Linked DNA regions of Mus musculus: region 2 is linked to region 1. A link is a contact called in public Hi-C data. All regions are on one chromosome and are shown on one strand. Each heading gives the region's core, a stretch centred on a gene start, on an enhancer-like site or on the middle of the called end of the contact. The rest is flanking DNA. Distances are from core to core; before and after follow the strand shown. Region 1 overlaps Palld (palladin, cytoskeletal associated protein). Region 2 overlaps Palld (palladin, cytoskeletal associated protein).

Region 1 (4,257 bases), core at 215-2,714:
GAACCAGAGAAAGCATTAAGGAAAAAAGTTGGAGATGAGTTCCCAAGCCATTTGTAGACAATTTTGGGGGAGGAAAATTTTCATCAGAACAAGAAAGCTAAAATTAAAAACAAAAGCACTTTAAGTTATTTTTATAGATCTCAGTTAATCTGCTTTTCCTCCTTCACTGCTGTCAATACTCCTAATACGACAAGCTGAGTTTTCTCCCTTAAAACTGTATGCAAAGGAGTGTTGTCTTTATGATGGAGGGAAAGCTGAGGCAGGAGGATCAAAGAAGATATGAGGGCATCCTCTGCTACAGAGCAAGAACCTGTCTCAAAAAGCAAAACACACTGGGCGTGGTACATACTCATACCTGTAATGCCAGGAAAAGATCAAATATTCAAAGTTACCTTTAGCTATGGTGAGATTTATTTTCATGGATGTATAGGTGGTTTTGCCTGCACCTATACCTGTGTACCTTCTGTGTGCTAAGCTGTCTCTCCAGTTGTATTTTTTTTAATACAACTCACCAAGCGGTTAGAACTCCATTCTTTCACTTAAAAGTTTTCTTGTTTAGATTAATTGTGCATCTACTTTGTTTTGTTTAGTCAGGTCAGCAAAGCAGCCAATGGCTGGCCAAAGGAACTTCAGAAGAAGCTGGCTCTGAACAAGCAGATCAAGGGGGTACAGTTCCACAAGAAGGCACTTTTGCACTCAGTTTTAAACATTGAAAAAAAATGGGGCGAGGTAGGAGTAGGTGGCTCACGGATAAATACTGTGCTGTGACAACTATGAGCATTAGCATTCAGACCCCCAGAACCCATGCTGAAATTGGGCACACCTATAATCACAGCACGAAAAAGGCAGGGCCAGGGGGTGCACAAGGCAAGAAAGAAGACTAGGCAGGGGAAATGAGCCCGGAGCTCAGCTAAATGCCTTGCCCCAACATTTAAGGTGGAGAGCAAGAAGAGACCAGACATCGACCCCTAGTCTACACATACACACATACATTCCACATACATACACACATTGGATCTTGCGCGCGTGCGCACGCATGCACACACACACACACACACACACACACACACACGCAAGAAAATGCCAAAGGGCTTTTGTTTGTTTGTTTGTTTTCATCCTCAGGCATTTAATTTTCAAAGACGAAGATTCGATAAACTCAAAGCAAGAACAAGAATAAAACAGACGAAGAAGCTGAAGGTTTGTCATCAGGTGCCATTAGCTGTAGAGACATCACACATTCTGATGTCCTCCCGAGCCTTTGATAATTAGCCACACTTTCATCCACTAAAGGCAAAGTATTTTCTCAATAACTGAAAGCAACAGAGAGAGGAGGGCTCTCGATTCCTAATCTGTGCAAGGCATCAAAGATTTTTAGTAACAAAGGGCTTTGTGGGATCCTACTGAACTTAATTTGAGTCTTTTAAAAAGCAGCCCAATGAGCCTCGCCACTCCCATGGAATTCCAGATGTCTGTGTGGTTTGGTAGGCTGTCTTGCACATGTGCTCCCACTTCATGTGTTTAGGACGGGACTAGGAATAGACCTTGTAAAAGCCACCCACCAGCTTCAGAAAGCCACTACCCAGAACTCTTTTGCCCATTTCCTCAAAGCCTGTTCCACATCCTCACCTTCTATAGCTCCTCGGGCTTCCAAGCTGTGGGATACTCTCCCACACTCTCTGGCTGACATTGCACCTGGTGACTTTCATTAAAGGCACTGTTCCCCGACTCTGTCGGCCCCGGCAAGAGAGTCACAGATGTGTCTGAAGATAATTTAAGTGTGGCCTGCATCAGCAAAAAAGCTGGGTGGCGCTGGGCTGTCCTGGAGGCCACAGGCCTTCTGTCAAGGACAAGGGAATGACTTCCTAGAACCACCTCCACTGCTTCTGACTCTCTTCATAGAACCGATCTTGCTCAAGAAAGGACTGGGTAATTTCTTTCTGTTTTCTGACTGTGAACACAAAGTGACCAGCTGCCCCCCACCCCTGTCATTAATTTTCTGTCACAATAGGCAATTTGGAAAAAAAAAAGATATTTTTAAAGAGGAAGAATTACAACAATTGCTAACTCAAAACGGCCTGGGAGCTGCCAAGGCACTCTTTATGGAAGTTGATTTTCACAGATACAAGTAGGCAAAGAGAAGCAGAGATACCAGAAAGCTAAATCTGCCCTCTACAAATTACTCATAAGCTATTTGTCATTCAGAAAGAAAGAAGAAAAAAGGCTCATCTGGTTTCCCCACTCCTTTATCCTGTTGGCTTTCCTCTGCAGAAGAAGCGACAACAAACCTTTTTGGAAATCCTGCTTAAGCACGGAAACCAGGCTATAAGCTTCTAAAAAGCCTTAGTCACCAGCAGGACTCCAATGCCATAGTGCTCAAATCTTTGGTTATACACAAATGAGCCAACAGATTCTCCCAGCTTCTTTTTTCTCCTCTCCTCACCACACCCCCAATTCAAAAACTCTAAGAACTTCCCCACTGTAAACACACCCTAAGGTTCTCAGAGGTTCAACACTTCAGGAAATAAAACCACCCAGAGTTTCTGTTAAACACTGTCATGGTCCATTTACAAATGGGAGAAGTTGGACAAGCTGCGCCAGGTTAGAGTGGGTTCAGAATCTGTGTCTGCGCTTTAATTCATTCACGACACCTGGCGTGCCGGCACAGAAGAACCTTGACCTTCAATGTAGTTAAAAGTATATATGTCTGGGGTCACGTTTCCCTCCCAATGCCTTTCTTCTCACTTTATGCCATTAGAATCATTGAGTTTTGATAGTCAATGTGGATTTGATGTGAGAGGCTGGCTCACAAAATCTTGCCCTAGGTCTTTCTTTCCCAGTACTCCGTAATAAAGATGTTTGCAAAAAGATGTGCAACTCGTACTCCACACCATTCTGTTCTCTGGAGAGGTGATGCCCATGCTCAAGATAAGTGATAAGAAAAAGAAACTTCTGGGAGAGAACTTTTATGTAAATTGGAAAATTCCAGCCTGTGCCCTGGGAACAGTGTCTGGGTAGTGAGAATCTGTCCCCGTTCATACTGAGAAAGATGGAGTATTCATAATGGCTAGGAGAAAGCCTTTAGACCACAGGGGTGGAAACCATGTGTGATTTAAGAATAAATAATGTTTCTTACACATTTTCTTTCACTTTTGATTGCATAACCCAGAGGTCATTGCAAGACAAAGAACCACTGAGCATCATTCTTAGAGCTGTAAGCTCCTCTGCTCCTGCTAGGTGTGAACACTGTGAATGTAAGGAGTGTGGTGTCCATCCTCCCTTGACATCCAGCCAGGGACTGCAGCAGATGTCCATCACCGTCACGGATGACAATGGACATTTCTGGCTTCAGCTCCTCTGAGCTCATGAGGCACAAGGAAGAGGGTCTTGGACTGGAGTGGAGAATTTTTGCCAATTTTACAGGAAAGACAAAGTTTTGAATCAGAGCCCTGAGTATTCCCAAAATTTACTCATTTTCCCCCTCTGATGGAAATCAGGTCAGGATCCGAGGTGAGAGAGGTGAATATATTAATTCTGAATAAGTAATTCTACATAGTATTATTTACATAACATGTATTACCAAATATTATAACTAGATGCAATATAAAACCACGGAGGCCTCTATTCAGTTTCGATTAAAATTCTTCTGTAACTTCTCAATGCTAGTGTCTCACTAATCATCCTTTTGTTTAAATTACAGATTCCCCAGTCTATGGCTTTCTATCATGGGTATCCTCCCTGAGAGCTATACCCACAGCAGCTCGGTTTCCATAGCACTGCCTCATCATTGCTGAGTGTAAAAGGTACAAAAATCGCAATCTTGGGAAACTTCATTTACACAATTAATATGTAAGTCACAAATACAACCACATATATGTATGAAAATTCTATAATGAAACCCATCAGTTTGTATGTTAACTTACAAATAATTTAACTTACAAATAAATTTCACAAAGAACAAGAAAAATAATAAGCCAAACGAGATCATATTACTTGGCCTTAAGGGGGTTATGAGTTTGAAGATAATTATGAATTTAAATACATTTTCCTAAGAAGGGGAGAAAGAATAGGGATAAAGACATGGGCTTTGTACAACATACCACACATAAGAGAATGGTAAAATGAAGTTAAAAATGACCTCTTCTTGGGAATGAGTATGTGTGTTTAACGTGTTTGCCAAACAGCATTTGTAGAGACTACAATGACCCATTCTTTGATCTTTAATTCATTCTGAGATTTTTGTAAATTTTGTTGACTCCA
Region 2 (4,384 bases), core at 1,069-3,568, 110 kb after region 1:
TCAGGAACCAGAGTTGGGAAACAGATGAGGACCACAGCTGCTCTGCTCTCTGCTCACCGAGCTCTGCTTGAAGCTGCAGCTGGCAGAGACTCATCCTGTCCTTGGCCTTGGAAGTGAGACTAGTAAATGACCAGTGCGCCATGCTACTTGGCAGGCTTGGCAGTAGGACTTGAGTAGTTCCTAAATTCATTTATTTTCCTTAAAGCATTGTTTTTTTACTCTCTCTCTCTCTCTCTCTCTCTCTCTCTCTCTGTGTGTGTGTGTGTGTGTATGTGTATGTGTGTGTGTGTGTGTGTGTGCGAGAGAGAGAGAGTGTGTCAGAGGACAATTAGTATGATTCTTCCATCAGAACTTGCCAGGCTTAGTGGCAAGGGCCTTTACCTACTATGCTATATGGCTCTCTTTTTCTTTTCTTTTTTCTCTTCTCTTCTCTTCTCTTCTCTTCTCTTCTCTTCTCTTCTCTTCTCTTCTCTTCTCTTCTCTTCTCTTCTCTTCTCTTCTCTCCTCTCCTCTCCTCTCCTCTCCTCTCCTCTCCTCTCCTCTCCTCTCCTCTCCTCTCCTCTCCTCTCCTCTCCTCTCCTCTTTTTCCTTTTTCCTTTTTCCTTTTTCCTTTTTCCTTTTTCCTTTTTCCTTTTTCCTTTTTCCTTTTTCCTTTTTCCTTTTTCCTTTTTCCTTTTCCTTTTCCTTTTTCTTTTTCTTTTTTCCTCTTCTTTGAGACAAAGTCTTAAGTAACTCAGGCTGGCCTTAACTTCTCTGCAATTGCTTGGAACATATGACCCTCCTGCTCTCACCTCGTGAGAACTAGGTTTAGGACTGTACATCACCATGTCTACATTATCTGTGCTACTGGTCCAGCCCCCCAGCCTCCTAAGTCATGCCGACTTTCTTTTACTCCATCTTAATGTGATGAACACAGGATTACCACATACTATAAAGAACCTCTTAAAGGTAAGGATACAGTCAAGGATTGACAAGGTGGAAACAGCTCAAATCTCTATGAGGAACACAACAAAGGAGACCATAGAAGAAGAAAAAACAGTACATTTTCTCCCTCCCTCCTTTCTTCCCTCCCTCCCTTCCTCCTGCCCCTCCCTCCCTTTCCATCTCAATACAACTTGATAAGAATATTGTCTTGTGTAAAGCCATTGGCACCTGCTGTTTGTATCTCTCATTAAGAGGCTGATACACTGTATACTGTAGAAACATTTTTCGTTCTTTATTACTAATGTGGCCACATTTCCTTCCGATGTGCTTCATCTGCAGAGCATGTTTTCCTTGCCTCTTCACTCTCCAGATGTCTTCTCCATCTGGCACTCAAAAAATATTGCAACTTGTATATAACTTTACTTAAAAGAGAAGAAAGTATGTTCCAAATATGTGTCCGAGGAAGAGTCTGAGTTGTGTCAGAGAGCCCAGCGTTTGGTTTTCTGGCCTCCGTAGCTTCCTGTTTTGTGAGGTGCATCCTCACTGCTGAAGCCCTGTTGATTTTGTGGGTCAGATGGAGTCTTCATTTGTTAAAGAGACTGAACAAAAACTGACATTCCAGTTCTTAGGCACAGTGTTACCTAGCGAAGGCACCCATCAGCTTGCATATGTCATTTGTGTTATCCATGGTACTGTCCTAGAGTTGCTTCTGGGACTGTGACAACATGCCCTTGCAAAAAGCAACTCAGGGAAGAAAGGATCTATTATTCCAGGTTATAGCCCATCATTGTGGGGAACTCATATAAGAACACCTAAAAGCTTATCACATCTCGCCCACAGGCAAGAGCAGAGAGAAATGAATGCATAATGTGTTCACTTGCTTGTGCTCAGCTGGACTTCTCCAGTCTCTCACAGGACCCCTTAATCCCCACCCCATCCGCACCAAGAGAATGGCACCACCCACAGTGGGCTGGCCCTTTGCACATCAATTAACTTAATTACTACAAATCTCTCCCAGACATGCCCATAGGCAGATCCGATGTAGACAATCCTTCATTGTGGCTTTTTTCCCCAGGTGATTTTAGGTCATCTAAAACTGACAGTTAAAGCCAGCCATCACAACTCCTGGAGGCTGCCTGGTAAAGTGTCAGCATTTAGAACAAACTCGGAACAGATTCTCTCTGATGCATTGTCCACGAGTGGGTTATGAGTCTTATTTCCTGTCTTTGACTAGTGGATGGGTCGTGTTATAAGCACCCCTCCTCCACTGCCCTTTCCCCCAGTCCTCTGGTTCTCTCTCCCCGTCTCTCGATCTCACTTGTCAGCACATTTTTGACACTGAGGTCACATGTAATTTGGAAGTGCTCACTTGAGGGCCAGTCTCTCTGGATGTTTTTAAACATGTTGTAGCAGATGCCGCTCCACTGTTTGTCAGCTCTCTCACAGCGACCCGGCTCCACCCAAGTTTAATCCTGATTTTTAGCAGATAAAATAAGACAAAGATCCTTTGCAAGGCCAGGAATGAGTTATGACTGGTCTCTGCTAGTCGTGGTGATTTCATTCTGCTTTGCCAGAGACCAACTTCCCCAACCTTTCTCAGAACTAAAACTTGTCCTGGGACACAATGATACAGTTAATGACAGGTGAGGACGGGGTTATATGCTTAAAATGAACAGAGCCTTACAAGATCCCTTGTGTCTGTCCTCATCCTCCTGGATTTGAACAGTGCTTGGGAAACGTGATGTTTGAGCAGTTACAGTCACTTTATAATCACTCAAGTAAGACCAAGAAACTCTCAAAGCACCCTGACAACTTTCAGCTACCAGAGGAAGCCTAGGCTGATAATTCATACACACCCCATGTGATACTTACCTACAAACATACACATCTCACAATTGAGCTATCATTTGAATCATGTGCTCATAAAACAAATGGAATAACCAAAGCAAAGGAGTGAAATTAAATGTGTGCTCAGAGTAGACACCCTGTAGCAGGGTTCGTTCCACACAGGGGAGAATGCCCTGGTCTTAATCCATTACTTCTCTGTGATATACATTGGGCTAACCAGCAGAATGCCAGCTACTCATAGAAGCATCTCTGCTCTTCACAGAGTGCTTATACGTGGATTATAAATATGGGAGACAGCAGATGACAGGAAGAGAGAGTCTGAGTCGAAATGGAGCCAGTTGTTTCCTGTATTTCTACATGACACATCTGAAATAGCAGTTAGGGGCCAAACCCAAAGTTGAGAGTAGCTGCTGCTAGCCTCCTGATCCCTGAGAATGGCCTGGAGAAAGTTCTCCCCCAACAGGACTGCTGACTATACAGGCTACAGGAGACCAGTGAGTTCTAGAGGATGGAAAGGAAGAGCTTTGCAACTATAGAAAAGGAGTTTTAAGTATGCTCAGGGGAAGACCGTAGGGTCAAACATCTGTGATCACCACACTCAGGAGGCTGAGGAAGAAGACTGTGAGTTTGGGACTAGCCTGGGCTACAGAAGAACCAGACTTTATCTGTAGCACCATGGTTCAAGTAGAGCCCAATAGAAACACGATGCTTAGAAGAAGAAGACAACAGAGTGGCAGAAAGCAGAGGAATCACACAATTCCGTGTGTTGTCAGTGTGTTATGGTAAGGTGGTTCATTGGAGTATGGTGAGAGGGAGGCCTTCTCCCTCTCTGTCTCTCAGTCCCTCTGTCTGTCCCCCCCGCCCCCGTTATCCTCCCAGGAAAGTGATTTTTTTCTAGATGGTGTCAGACCTATGTACCCGCAGGGTTATTATCCCATTCAGCTGATCATACATAGAAACCATATGGGGGAAAAAAGGCAACCATATTGAACCAAACAATTACAGGCTTTGCTCATCATTATCCCCAAAATAACACTACTCTATGACCATTTACAAAGCAGTCAAACCATGCTCAATGCCCCAAGCCAGCAGTCAGGGGAAACACAAGGAGGTTGCATGAGACAACCATGGCACTCTGAGTAAAGCACCCAAGGGTTGCATGGACTCAGTCCCCTGTGGCCATGGGGCAGCTCACCATCCTTTCTTCCCTGCAGCATCCTGGGTGGAAATACTGGGAGGCACACATGAAGTGGAGCTCATAAAAAGTGCCTGAGCCCTGAGGAGGAGACTGGTCAGAGGACGGAGGGTGGTAGCTGGGCCAGGGGCAGTGTGTAAGAAAGAAAACGGCATAGCTGTCTTGACCCTGTCTTTTGAACTCACTCACTCAGTGGTCATGCTAATTATGTAGAAGAAAGATGAAGTTTAGGGGCAGCGGGCCGACATGACAGACTGCAAGAGCTCTTCAGCTCTTTGATGTTTAAGGAAATTATCTCGGCTTCCAAGAAACATCCCGTTATCATGTTAGAGACAGACACCAGAACATTTCAATCCTTGTTGTTTGACTAGAACATTTCTTCCTCTCCTGTCTGCTTTCCCCGATGACTCTTCTTTT

The links. A called contact is a pair of places that touch in the nucleus more often than the background predicts.
Region 2: a Hi-C map of uterus shows a contact between it and region 1. The contact joins two enhancer-like sites. A contact is called at or near these places in 15 of 484 Hi-C or Micro-C datasets (the G1E-ER4 cell line, differentiating embryonic stem cells, embryonic fibroblasts and 6 more) and 7 of 115 datasets of contacts at active chromatin or transcription factors (bone marrow-derived dendritic cells, embryonic fibroblasts, embryonic stem cells and 2 more).

Annotation. Positions count from the first base shown.
Region 1 is chr8:61,550,722-61,554,978 of GRCm38.p6, forward strand. All of the region lies in intron 10 of Palld (palladin, cytoskeletal associated protein), which reads right to left. Among named protein-coding and RNA genes, the nearest start is that of Cbr4, 65 kb to the left of the region's middle. Within about 2 kb of position 1,465, at least 10 of the 459 cell types and tissues checked have an H3K27ac peak or open chromatin away from gene starts, as enhancers often do. A contact at or near this core is called in uterus, where this site is marked.
Region 2 is chr8:61,662,988-61,667,371 of GRCm38.p6, forward strand. All of the region lies in intron 10 of Palld (palladin, cytoskeletal associated protein), which reads right to left. The region is part of intron 2 of Gm51575 (a long non-coding RNA gene); the gene reads left to right. Among named protein-coding and RNA genes, the nearest start is that of Gm51575, 20 kb to the left of the region's middle. Within about 2 kb of position 2,319, at least 23 of the 459 cell types and tissues checked have an H3K27ac peak or open chromatin away from gene starts, as enhancers often do. A contact at or near this core is called in uterus, where this site is marked.